Linked DNA regions of Mus musculus: region 2 is linked to region 1. Evidence: chromatin contacts called from public Hi-C data. All regions are on one chromosome and are shown on one strand. The core of a region is the stretch at or near the end of the contact, and the rest is flanking DNA. Distances in the headings are between cores, read along the strand shown. Region 1 has its middle 23 kb from the start of Gprc5a. Region 2 overlaps Gm36640 (a long non-coding RNA gene).

Region 1 (4,618 bases), core at 1,359-3,858:
TCTTCTCCCTCTCTCTCTCTCCCTCCTCCCCCCCCTCTCTCTGTCTCTCTCTCCCTTTCTCTCTCTCTCTCTGTCCTGGAACTTACTCTGTAGAAAAAGCTGGCCTTGAATTCAGAGATCTGGGATTAAAGAAGTGAGCCACCACCATCTGGCTTGTGTCTGCTCTCCTAAGGAACACTTAAGACCCCATGGACACTTACAACCTCAGCATTCAAGATGCCGAGGCAGGAGGACCATCCAATCCAGTGTGGGCTACACGGTGTTTTCCAGACCAGCCTGGGTTACATAGGATAATCTTGTCAGTAGGTAGATAGATAGATAGATAGATAGATAGATAGATAGATAGATAGATAGATAGATAGATAGATAGACAGACAGACGAACGAACGAACGAACGAACGAACGAATAAGAAAGTTTCCAAGGTCAGGTGAATGTCCCTTAAAGGAGACATAACTTCCCACAGAGAGAGAATCAGCACTGGGCGCTGGCTTACACTGCACAGAGGCTTCAGGCCTGCGGGAACTTTGTGTCGTCGTCCCCCCACCCCCACCCCACCCCCATCTCACGGGCTGCAGCTTGAGGGAAAGCTTTTCTTCTTGTCTGGAGCGCCCTCACCTGACAGCTGACTCAAGGCTGGGAGATGGAGGACAAATCAGAAAGGCAGTTCCCACCAGTGCCTCCCTGCGGCTTCCATGCCAGACAGGGCGAGAAGACCAGGAGAGAGGCCAGGAGAGGGCTCCTGATTTGAAGAAGGAGAATCAGAGGAATCCTGAAAATATGGGTGATCATACTCAGGCTTTGTTTCTTTGACCAAATGCTCCCTTTAAAAACAGTTGTAGAATTGATCAGGGATTGACAGCAGAGAGAGCCAAGAACCAGCGATACAATCCTTACTGTATCTGCTCCATCGTGCTTCCCTGAGTTTCCTGTTAAATGAAGGCTGCAGAGACACCAACCAGACAGTCTCTGCGACCTCCTTAAACCACAGAGTTTTAGGTCCAGAGATGTTCCTCTCCAAGGAATGGGCAACTCTGTAGGTATTTGGGGAGTTGCAGGGTCAGGCACCAGTGACTTGCTACCCAAACCCAGCCATCTATGGAACATCAGCAGAATCCAGGGAGGCCAAAGCATTATCTGCCCTGAAGACAAAGGGTTCTAGAGCCAGACATGCAGATGCAGGCCTGTAAGGGATACCTGGGAGGCCGGAACAGGAGTCCTGAGAGTGAAAGGCCAGCCTGGGATATGTAGTACCAGGCTAGCCTGGGATACAGCATCAAACCCTGCCTCACACCTGGCTCAGTAAGTAAGTATGCTTGCTATGCAAGCATGAGAACTTATGTTCAAATACCCAAGACCCAAGTAAAACATTGTGGTTACACATGTACCTGTAGCCTCTGCCTTGTCAGGGAAGATCGCCAGGGCTTGCTAGCCTAGCTCTAGCTACAGTGAGAGACCCTGTCTCCAAGAAATAAGGCAGAGGGTGATAGAACAGAAACACTCAGTGTCTCCTTCTGACCTCCATACATGCATATAGGTAGAGGTTCACACACACACACACACACACACATTCCAAAAGCAAGCCAGACATGGTGCTATATACACCTGTGGTCCTACTTCTTGGGAGGCGGAGGTAGAAGGACCTTGCCTACAAAGTGACTTTGAGGCTAACACAAGCTATATAAGATCCTGTCAGAGAGAGGGGGGGGGGGCTCAAGAGCTAAGAACACTGGCTATTCTCACAGAAGACCTGAGTTCCGTTCCCAGCATTCACAAGGCAGCTTACAACTGGTTGTAATTCACCCCTAAAGGACCGGTCCCTTTCTTTCCCTGAGGGCATACATGTGATACACGTACACAGATAAAAGCACGCATATAATAAAACCTTTCATGTAAAAGAAGGAAAAGAAAAGGAAACAGGCAATAGCTCAGCAGGGAGAGATGCAAGTCTGGGCCTGACTTCAGTCTCTAGAACCTGTGTGGTGGGAAGAGAGAAGTGACCTCTACACACATGCACAGGAACCCACACATAATTAATTAATTAGTTAATTAATTGATTGATTAATTAATTGATTGATTAATTAATTAGTTAAAATGTTTAACACACAAAGACAGCAACCTACAAGCTAAAGTCCAGATTCCCCGGTGCTCAGAGGTAAACAGTTAGGATTTTCTGAAGCAACGCTCCATTTGAGGCTGAGGCTGGGATATCAGTGACCATGCAAAACCCTGGCAGCAACAAAAGAAAGTAGTCAGGAAATCAAAAAAGCCCAACAGGGCATTCAGTGCTCAGCAACAGTAAGCCCAGAACGGAAGGAAACACGGAGCGAGTGGGAGGGCGGAGGGGGCTCCTGGATCTCCAGGGCCAGCTTGTACTTCTGGTTTTGACCGAGAGCCAATGTTCTCACCACATAAATACCAGATGACATTCATAAGATCAGTCCGTGAGACGTTACATGTAATGATGCCAGGTTGCGTGCAAACGGGCTGGGAAACCTTGGAGAAGTTCACACACAAAAAAAATAAGGGCAAAGGAGACGGGAAGTGGCTTTAAAGGTTAGGGGAAGGGGCAGCTCTGAGGCACGCCTCCCTCGGTCCTGCTCACAATCTTGTGCCCTCAACCAGAATGGGGCCTTAAGCCAGGAGATGCTGTATTTAGGCTCCCCAGGGTTGAACGCTGAGGTCTTCCTGCCATCTAGTGGAGAAGCCGGGTATGGCAACTTTGGTTCGGAAAGGTGGGACCCTAAGTCTATTTCACACGTGATTAAAAAAAAGAGAGAAGGCTGCTGGGCTTGCGCATTGATTCATCATTAACCGTTTAGTTCAAAGAGTGGCACTTTGCCTCCAGACATCAATCAACTGACACTGGCCAAGGGCCAGCCTGGACTGAGTCTTCGCATTCTACTTTCCTATGGGCGGAGATGAGATTGAAGTCCTCTTCCGTATAGTAATTCTCAAACGTGGAACTTCTAGCCCTTGACGCAAAGAGCTTATAAATGAACAGAAGTGACAACGGGCCATGGGAAAGACCAGCACTTTGCAGAGGCAGTCTTCTGTTACCAGAAAGGGCACGCACTCAGAATGTTGTGACCATCTTTCCACTTGGGGGACCATTTAATCTCTTGGCCAAAGCTCTCCAGAGACAGAGATGGTGCCATTCCCAGGTCCTCCTCGGTGTCTCAACAGCCATAGGTATAGAAACCCTGGCAACGGGCTGGTGAGATGGCTCAGTGGGTTAGAGCACCCGACTGCTCTTCCGAAGGTCCAGAGTTCAAATCCCAGCAACCACATGGTGGCTCACAACCATCCGTAACGAGATCTGACTCCCTCTTCTGGTGTGTCTGAAGACAGCTACAGTGTACTTACATATAATAAATAAATAAATCTTAAAAAAAAAAGAAAAAAAAAAAAAGAAAGAAACCCTGGCAAGGCTCCTCCCTTAACGACAAGATGGGCCCAGAACATTCTATGCCCTTCAGGGGAGGTGGGAGCAGAATGGCCATACCAGCCTCAGCTTCATAGGGTTGGAGGCCACCCTAGGCTCCATGAGACTTTGTCTCAAGAGACATACCTTTAGTCCCAGAGTTCAGGAGACAGAGGCAAGCATATCCCCTTGAGTTTGAGGCCCCCATACAGAGCTAAACACTATCCCCAAAAAGGAGGAGCAGGTAGCAGGTCTTCAGTCTCCTTATCCAGAGGTAATCTGATACCTTCCAGTGAAGAACGAAGAACGGAAGACCTAAGAGCCCGGAAGTTGCTAGTCACGATGACCTTAATTCCCAGTTAGCAGACTGAGGCAGGATGGCCACAAGCCAACGTGGGCTACATGGTGAATTCCAAGTCATCTTGGGCCAGAGAGAGAGAGGAATACACAAGCCTTGCAGGGTCTGTCTCTCTGTCTCTGTCTGTCTCTCTCTGTCTCTGTCTCTGTCTCTGTCTCTCTCTCTCTCTCACACACACACACACACACATACACACACACATCTATCTGCAGTCCTGCTAGGCACACCAACTCCATACAAACTCAGACACAATCCAAAACGCTTCAGGAGGCTACGTGCTTGGCCTGCCCTGGTGGATGGTGCACATAGAGTCATAAGGTCAGAAGCTTCTCCCATGGCTAGCCTGTAGATCTCATCTGTATCCTTTGCAGCAGCCTTTATAACAAATGCAGAGACATTTCCCCGACTCCTGGGAGTCAGTCCTGACAGGAAAGGGTGAGAACACCCAGTTTATAGCAGAGAAATTAGAAACACAGATCTAGCACCCAGGGACCAGACTGATAAACAAGTGATGGTGATCCGTTTGGAATTCTGGGCTCTCTCAATCCATGGGATGTGATATTGTCTCCAGGTAGATGGTGTAAGATTTGAGTTAAATCACAGGTCACTTCCCGGGCTTCCACTGTGATACTGCTGGCTTGATGGTGCAGAGGAAGATCCACACCTTTTGAATTCAGAGCTCCATTGTGTTGATTTTTGTGTTGTGAGATTAAAACATGAATATACATTTAGTGAGGAGTCATGGCACAGGGTCCTTACACTGTAGCCTAAGCTGGGTCTTAAAATCATGGTAGTCTCCCTACCTCAGCCTCCAGAGCATTAGAAAAGTGAGAGCCAC
Region 2 (5,242 bases), core at 462-2,961, 210 kb before region 1:
CGGTCCCGATCTCTCTTCTCTGTGCCAGCCGTGTGATGTGCTTCAAGTCCAGCATGGCTTCCACTACCTTCATCCTCCAAGCCAACACAAACTCCAGATCACTCCCTGAATAAGTCTGCCGGCTGCTCCCTGTGTTTAGAAAGCTCAGCCTGCAAGGTGTAGTGCCATACACTTTTAATCCCAGCACAGGGGAAGCAGAGGCTAGCAGATCTCTGAGTTTGTTCTCAGCCTAGTCCACACGATGAATTTCAGACCAGACCAGCCGGGGCTCCACAGTGAGACCCTGTCTCTCAAGTAACTAATTGATGAATTAAACAGAAAAAAAAGTACACCCCCAGCCTGCATCAATTCAAATGACACCTCCATAGTGAAGCCTTCCAGATTTCCTCAGACAGTAACGGCTTTTCTCTCTGTTTCTAAACAACTACATGTTCAAGCAAGCTTCAGGCTAGCATCTTACATGCTTCGAATCTAACTGAAATGAATTTAACTTCAAGTGCTCAGTAAAAAGACAGTTCCAGAAAAGAAGAGAAGCATTCTTATTTCCATTTCTACAGAATACATCTTTTTTTAAAGATTTATTTTATTTATATGAGTACACTGTAGCTGTTTCCAGACACACCAAAAGAGGGCATCAGATCCCTTTACAGATGACTGTGAGCCACCATGTGGTTGCTGGGAATTGAACTCAGGACCTTTGGAAGAGCAGTGAGTTGCTCTTATCCACTGAGCCATCTCTCCAGCCCTACAAAATAATCGTATTCTATTTTTTTAATTTAAAATTTTTAAAATTTAGTTTTATACATTTTTTTAATTTACATAAACTACTTATTTTACTTTCCCCTTCCTTCCCCCAGCCTCTTCCGGTTCTCCTCCATCCAACTGCTTCCATGCCCTACGCCAGCAACCCCAGCACTCCTAATATGAAACAGGAGGATTGTGGTTGAATTCAAGGCCAGCCTGGCTACCTAGTCAGACCCTGTCTTAGGGGTCCAAATAATAACGCCAATAAATAAATACAATTTTAAAAGGCAGTTCTTGCTGAAATTCAGAGGGAAAAGTTATCCAAACTTCACTCATGGGTTTGGAAGAGCAGCCTTCTCGCTATACATGCTGACACTGGACTAAATCCCTGACAGGATGAGGCTCCTCCGCCCAGCCATGTGACGGACTTCTCCTTTTTCTGCCTTAGCCGGAGTGTGCGCATGGTATATTGCGCATGCGTGGGTGGGAGTCCGTGGACCCATAAACAGGCAAGCAGCAAAGGCTGCTCCGCAAGCTCTAGGGATCTGTCCGACTCCTCCCCGCCCCCACCCTCAAGACCGGGTTTACAGGCACAAGGCTAGGTAGGAGAAGGTAAAGCCACTGTCCCCTTTCCACCATCTCAGTCCTCCAACGCCACAGTACCTAGAGCCAGCTCCAGACTCGCCACCAAGGAGTGCTCAGAGCCAGGGAACAGAGCCCGTGCCTGGAGGGGATCCTGAGGAAGTCGTGTCCGTCTTCCTTATAACTGGACGGCTGCCTCCTCGAGGAAAAGCCTGTCCAGCTGTAAGCTTCTGCATATGTCCTTCCTTATTAAGGGGAAATAAAGGAAGAACGGGAAAATAGCCAATCCTTCACTAAGAAAATAAGTAAATATTTATGTTCAGTTGATGGAGAATGTTGACACTCAATGGGCAAAGGAATGCAGGTATGATGCAGCGTTTCTCCCAATTTTAGCATCTGATTAATCACCTTGGATCTGACTATGGGAGAGGTTCCAGGTCAGGGTGGGTAGTTGTGTTTTAATTATGCATTCAAAAGATAAATAAAAAATAGCTAGCAATATCAAAACCATGTCTTGTTATCTGTAAGAGGAGAGTAACGAAGTTGTCTACTTGTCCATCGGTCCGTCTGTCCATCTTACATAACTGAAAGTCTTACGCCAGCGAGGCGAGGTGCTGGCTCTGGGTTGATTTGGGTTCTGTGTCAGCTGTTCTGTTCAATTGACCTCTTGTGCCTGCCGGAAGGTGGCCACGTTCTGACCTCATCCCTGGCATGAGTCAGACGGAGCTCACTGCCCTGAGCCCCCTGGTACCTGACTCAGTCCCCAGCCTGTCTGTAGAAGGTGTGAATACCCCAGAAACCATCTCTCAGCCATGCCTCCGCCCCTTCCACAAAGGCCCCTGGAGGACTCCAGTTCCAGCAACCAGCCCTTCCAGTTGGGCAGAAATTTCCTGTTCTGGCAACCAAGAGGCATTTCATTTTGTTTTATTTTAAATGCTCAGTACATTCCCAGGCAGCTCCACCCTCCTCTCTAATTCCATTAAACCTAGTCCTCTTGGACCTTTATTTTCACACATGAGAAGCCGGAGGGAGGGTGTGGAGAGAAGCTGGCAAGATGAGGCTCGCCCTGTGAGAAGCTGAAGAGAAAATAAAGGGTCGTGTGCCTCCCCATTCTCTGTCTTTCCTTCTGCCTCAAACATGCCACCTCCAGTCACCAAACCCAGTTAAGCCCGTGCCCAGTCTTCCCACTGCAAGAAGCACAGGCTGTATTAACTGAGCTAAAATACATAGTGCTACACACAGGAGCTGGCAATAATTAAAGGGTGAGGCAGACATCTGTGTCTTCAGACAATAACACATGTGCACACTGTTCTTGATTTAAAATTAATAACCATGTCATGCTAATGTAACTGATGCCTTGTTTGTTAGGGCTTGTGGAGAAAGAGCTATTGCGTACTCTAAATTCATGGAGATTATATCTTCTGTTCAAATCTTTTAAGTCTTCTTCATTTTTTTTTATGGAACTCTTTCTAAATATACAGTGTTATTCTCTGCTTTGCTAAGCGAAGTTTAGGCAGCTTAATTCATTACCCTTTGTGAGGACACAACTCTGTACCCAAGGGCCTGGGGGAACGTGCAGGTAGAGTATGCAGGTAGAATATGCAGGTGGGGTGTGAAGGTGGGGTGTGCAGATGGAGTGTGCAGGTGGAGGGTGCAGGTGGAGAGTGCAGGTGGGATGTGCAGGTGGGGTGTGCAGGTGGGGTGTGTAGGTGGAGTATGCAGGTAGAGTATGCAGGTGGGGTGTGCAGGTGGAGGGTACAGGTGGAATAAGCAGGTGAGCATGCACATGAAAGATGCTGGCTCCTACTCTGTTTGTGGAACAAATGTTTATAATATCCAAGATTGAACTTTGGTAAAGAAAATCAACAAGCCCCTGAGTTTGGAGGATCTGGGGTATTCTCTTTGTCTCTTACATTCCTCTTTGTGCTTTTCAACCCTCCTGAATCCTGCCTCACGGTGAAGCTGCTAGCTTCTTGCCATGGTTTCTGAAGTCCTCCACCATTTATTCTAGTTTGCTGAAGATCTGATAAGTGTATCCAGTCAAGCTGGAGTCTGAAGGGCCTCTCCGTGTTTAAGAAGGGCAGAATGCCAACAGAAATGCTTGTCTGGTTTTCTGTTCATTTGTTTTGAGTTTCACGTTGACGTATATTAAGCTAGGTGTGGTGGTATACGCCTCTAATATCAGCACTCCAGAGGCAAGGGGATCTCCGTGAGTTCAAGGGCAGCCTAGTCTACATAGTGAATTCCAAGACAGCCAGGGTTATATTGACAGGACTTGTCTCACAAAAAAAAAGATGGATATTAATTATACATGATAAGAGGTTTCATTAAGATATATTTTCATGTGTATATACATATACATATGTATATATAATATATTTTGGTCATCTCCCACCCTCCTCTCATCCCGATAATCAGTCTCCTTCCTCTTCCCTATCACTCCATATTCTATTTTCATGTCTTCTGATTTTTTTATTAATTTATTATTATCATTATCACTGGTGAACTGTGAGTTTAATTAGGCTTACTTATAGGAGTGGGAGGTGTGGGGGATCATTTTATGATGTAAGATCTCATTCTGTGGTCAGGCTGCCTTGGAACTTACTATGTAACCCAGCTGAGCCTCAAACTCTCAGAAATCCTCCTGCCTCCGTATTCCAAGTGCTGGAGTTACGGGCATGAGCAACCACCAGCCCCAGCTCATTTTTGACGGTCGTGCTGGCCTCCCTAAGAACTTGCTCTTGTCTCTGGTATCTGAGTTGAAGATGACTGAGCCTGCTATAAGCATCTTCCCCAGATAAGCCAACTGTCCTAAGAGGCACAACAGAACTCATATAAATGTGTCCCACAATGGGTAGACTTATCTCACCATGTGTCACCCAGAAAGATGGCTCCTGATGATAGAACCTGACACTTGTAAGACAAAGCCAGCCAGGCAAAGAGAAGCTCAACAATTCTGAAATTACAGGGGTGTGCCTCCCCCAGACTACGCCATGTGTCACACCTACCGGTGCCCTGGGTCTAAGAGTCTTCCCCCTCTGGATCCATGAGTGTCAGTATTTATCGCAGAATCAGTCTAGCAGGGCTGAGTTCCCAGAGTCCCAACAGAGCTTTAAGAATGTGAGACTCTCATCTTTATGCTACAGGGCTTGGAAAACAGATGAACAAACCCATGGAAATTTTGATTTGCATTTTGAGGAGGAAGAAGTGTAAGTAGAAAAAGAGGGGAAAGGGAAGAGGGCAATGGAAAAAAGGAAGACAAACATCACTTGCTTCCTGGCCTACATAAAATCTGTATTGACAAATACAGGGCACAAAAGCTGTGGTGAGACCGTCTGAGGACAGCGACGACACCAGGAGGAGGAGAGTGAGATAGGAGGGTACTGGGCATCAAACATGACCACAGTACAATGATATGCATATATAAAAGTATTGTAAGGAAATTTTTAGATCCTATCATAAGGATACTTTTGTATTATATCATAAGGATATGCATATATAAACGTATTGCAAGGAAACCCATCACTTTGTATATTAACTAATGGTAACAATAAAGACCCCCCTGATGCTTCTAGTTTACCAAGAAGTGATTAGACTGCAGTCATGCATCCCATCAGCCCCAGAGGCTAACATGATAATCCAATCCAGGAGGCAAGTGGGAGGACATGAGGTAGGCTAGCCTTGGATCCAGGACTCCTGCTATTTGGTGAGACCTGAGACCATCTCACACTCGAAGCAAATCCATTAAACTGTGGAAATCATTTTCTTCCCTCTTCCAGGTCTAGGGAGCCAGAGTTCCTTTGTTGACTGGAGTAAGTCAGGGCAGGGCCAGGGGACAGAATTCTTGGGCCTCATGCCTGAGTCAACAAATGCCTCACCGGTGACCTTAGCCAGGCTGCCTGAGCCCTTTCGGGTT

What was found. A called contact is a pair of places that touch in the nucleus more often than the background predicts.
Region 2: a contact with region 1 is called in a Hi-C map of the N1E-115 cell line, with 5 times the contacts expected there. The contact joins two enhancer-like sites. A contact is called at or near these places in 1 of 15 datasets of contacts at CTCF or cohesin (the NIH/3T3 cell line) and 2 of 484 Hi-C or Micro-C datasets (the N1E-115 cell line and cortical neurons).

The regions. Positions count from the first base shown.
Region 1 is chr6:135,085,996-135,090,613 of GRCm38.p6, reverse strand. No RefSeq gene overlaps it. Among named protein-coding and RNA genes, the nearest start is that of Gprc5a, 23 kb to the right of the region's middle. Within about 2 kb of position 2,608, at least 105 of the 459 cell types and tissues checked have an H3K27ac peak or open chromatin away from gene starts, as enhancers often do. A contact at or near this core is called in the N1E-115 cell line and cortical neurons, where this site is marked.
Region 2 is chr6:135,292,525-135,297,766 of GRCm38.p6, reverse strand. All of the region lies in intron 3 of Gm36640 (a long non-coding RNA gene), which reads right to left. Among named protein-coding and RNA genes, the nearest start is that of Pbp2, 15 kb to the left of the region's middle. Within about 2 kb of position 1,711, at least 142 of the 459 cell types and tissues checked have an H3K27ac peak or open chromatin away from gene starts, as enhancers often do. A contact at or near this core is called in the N1E-115 cell line and cortical neurons, where this site is marked.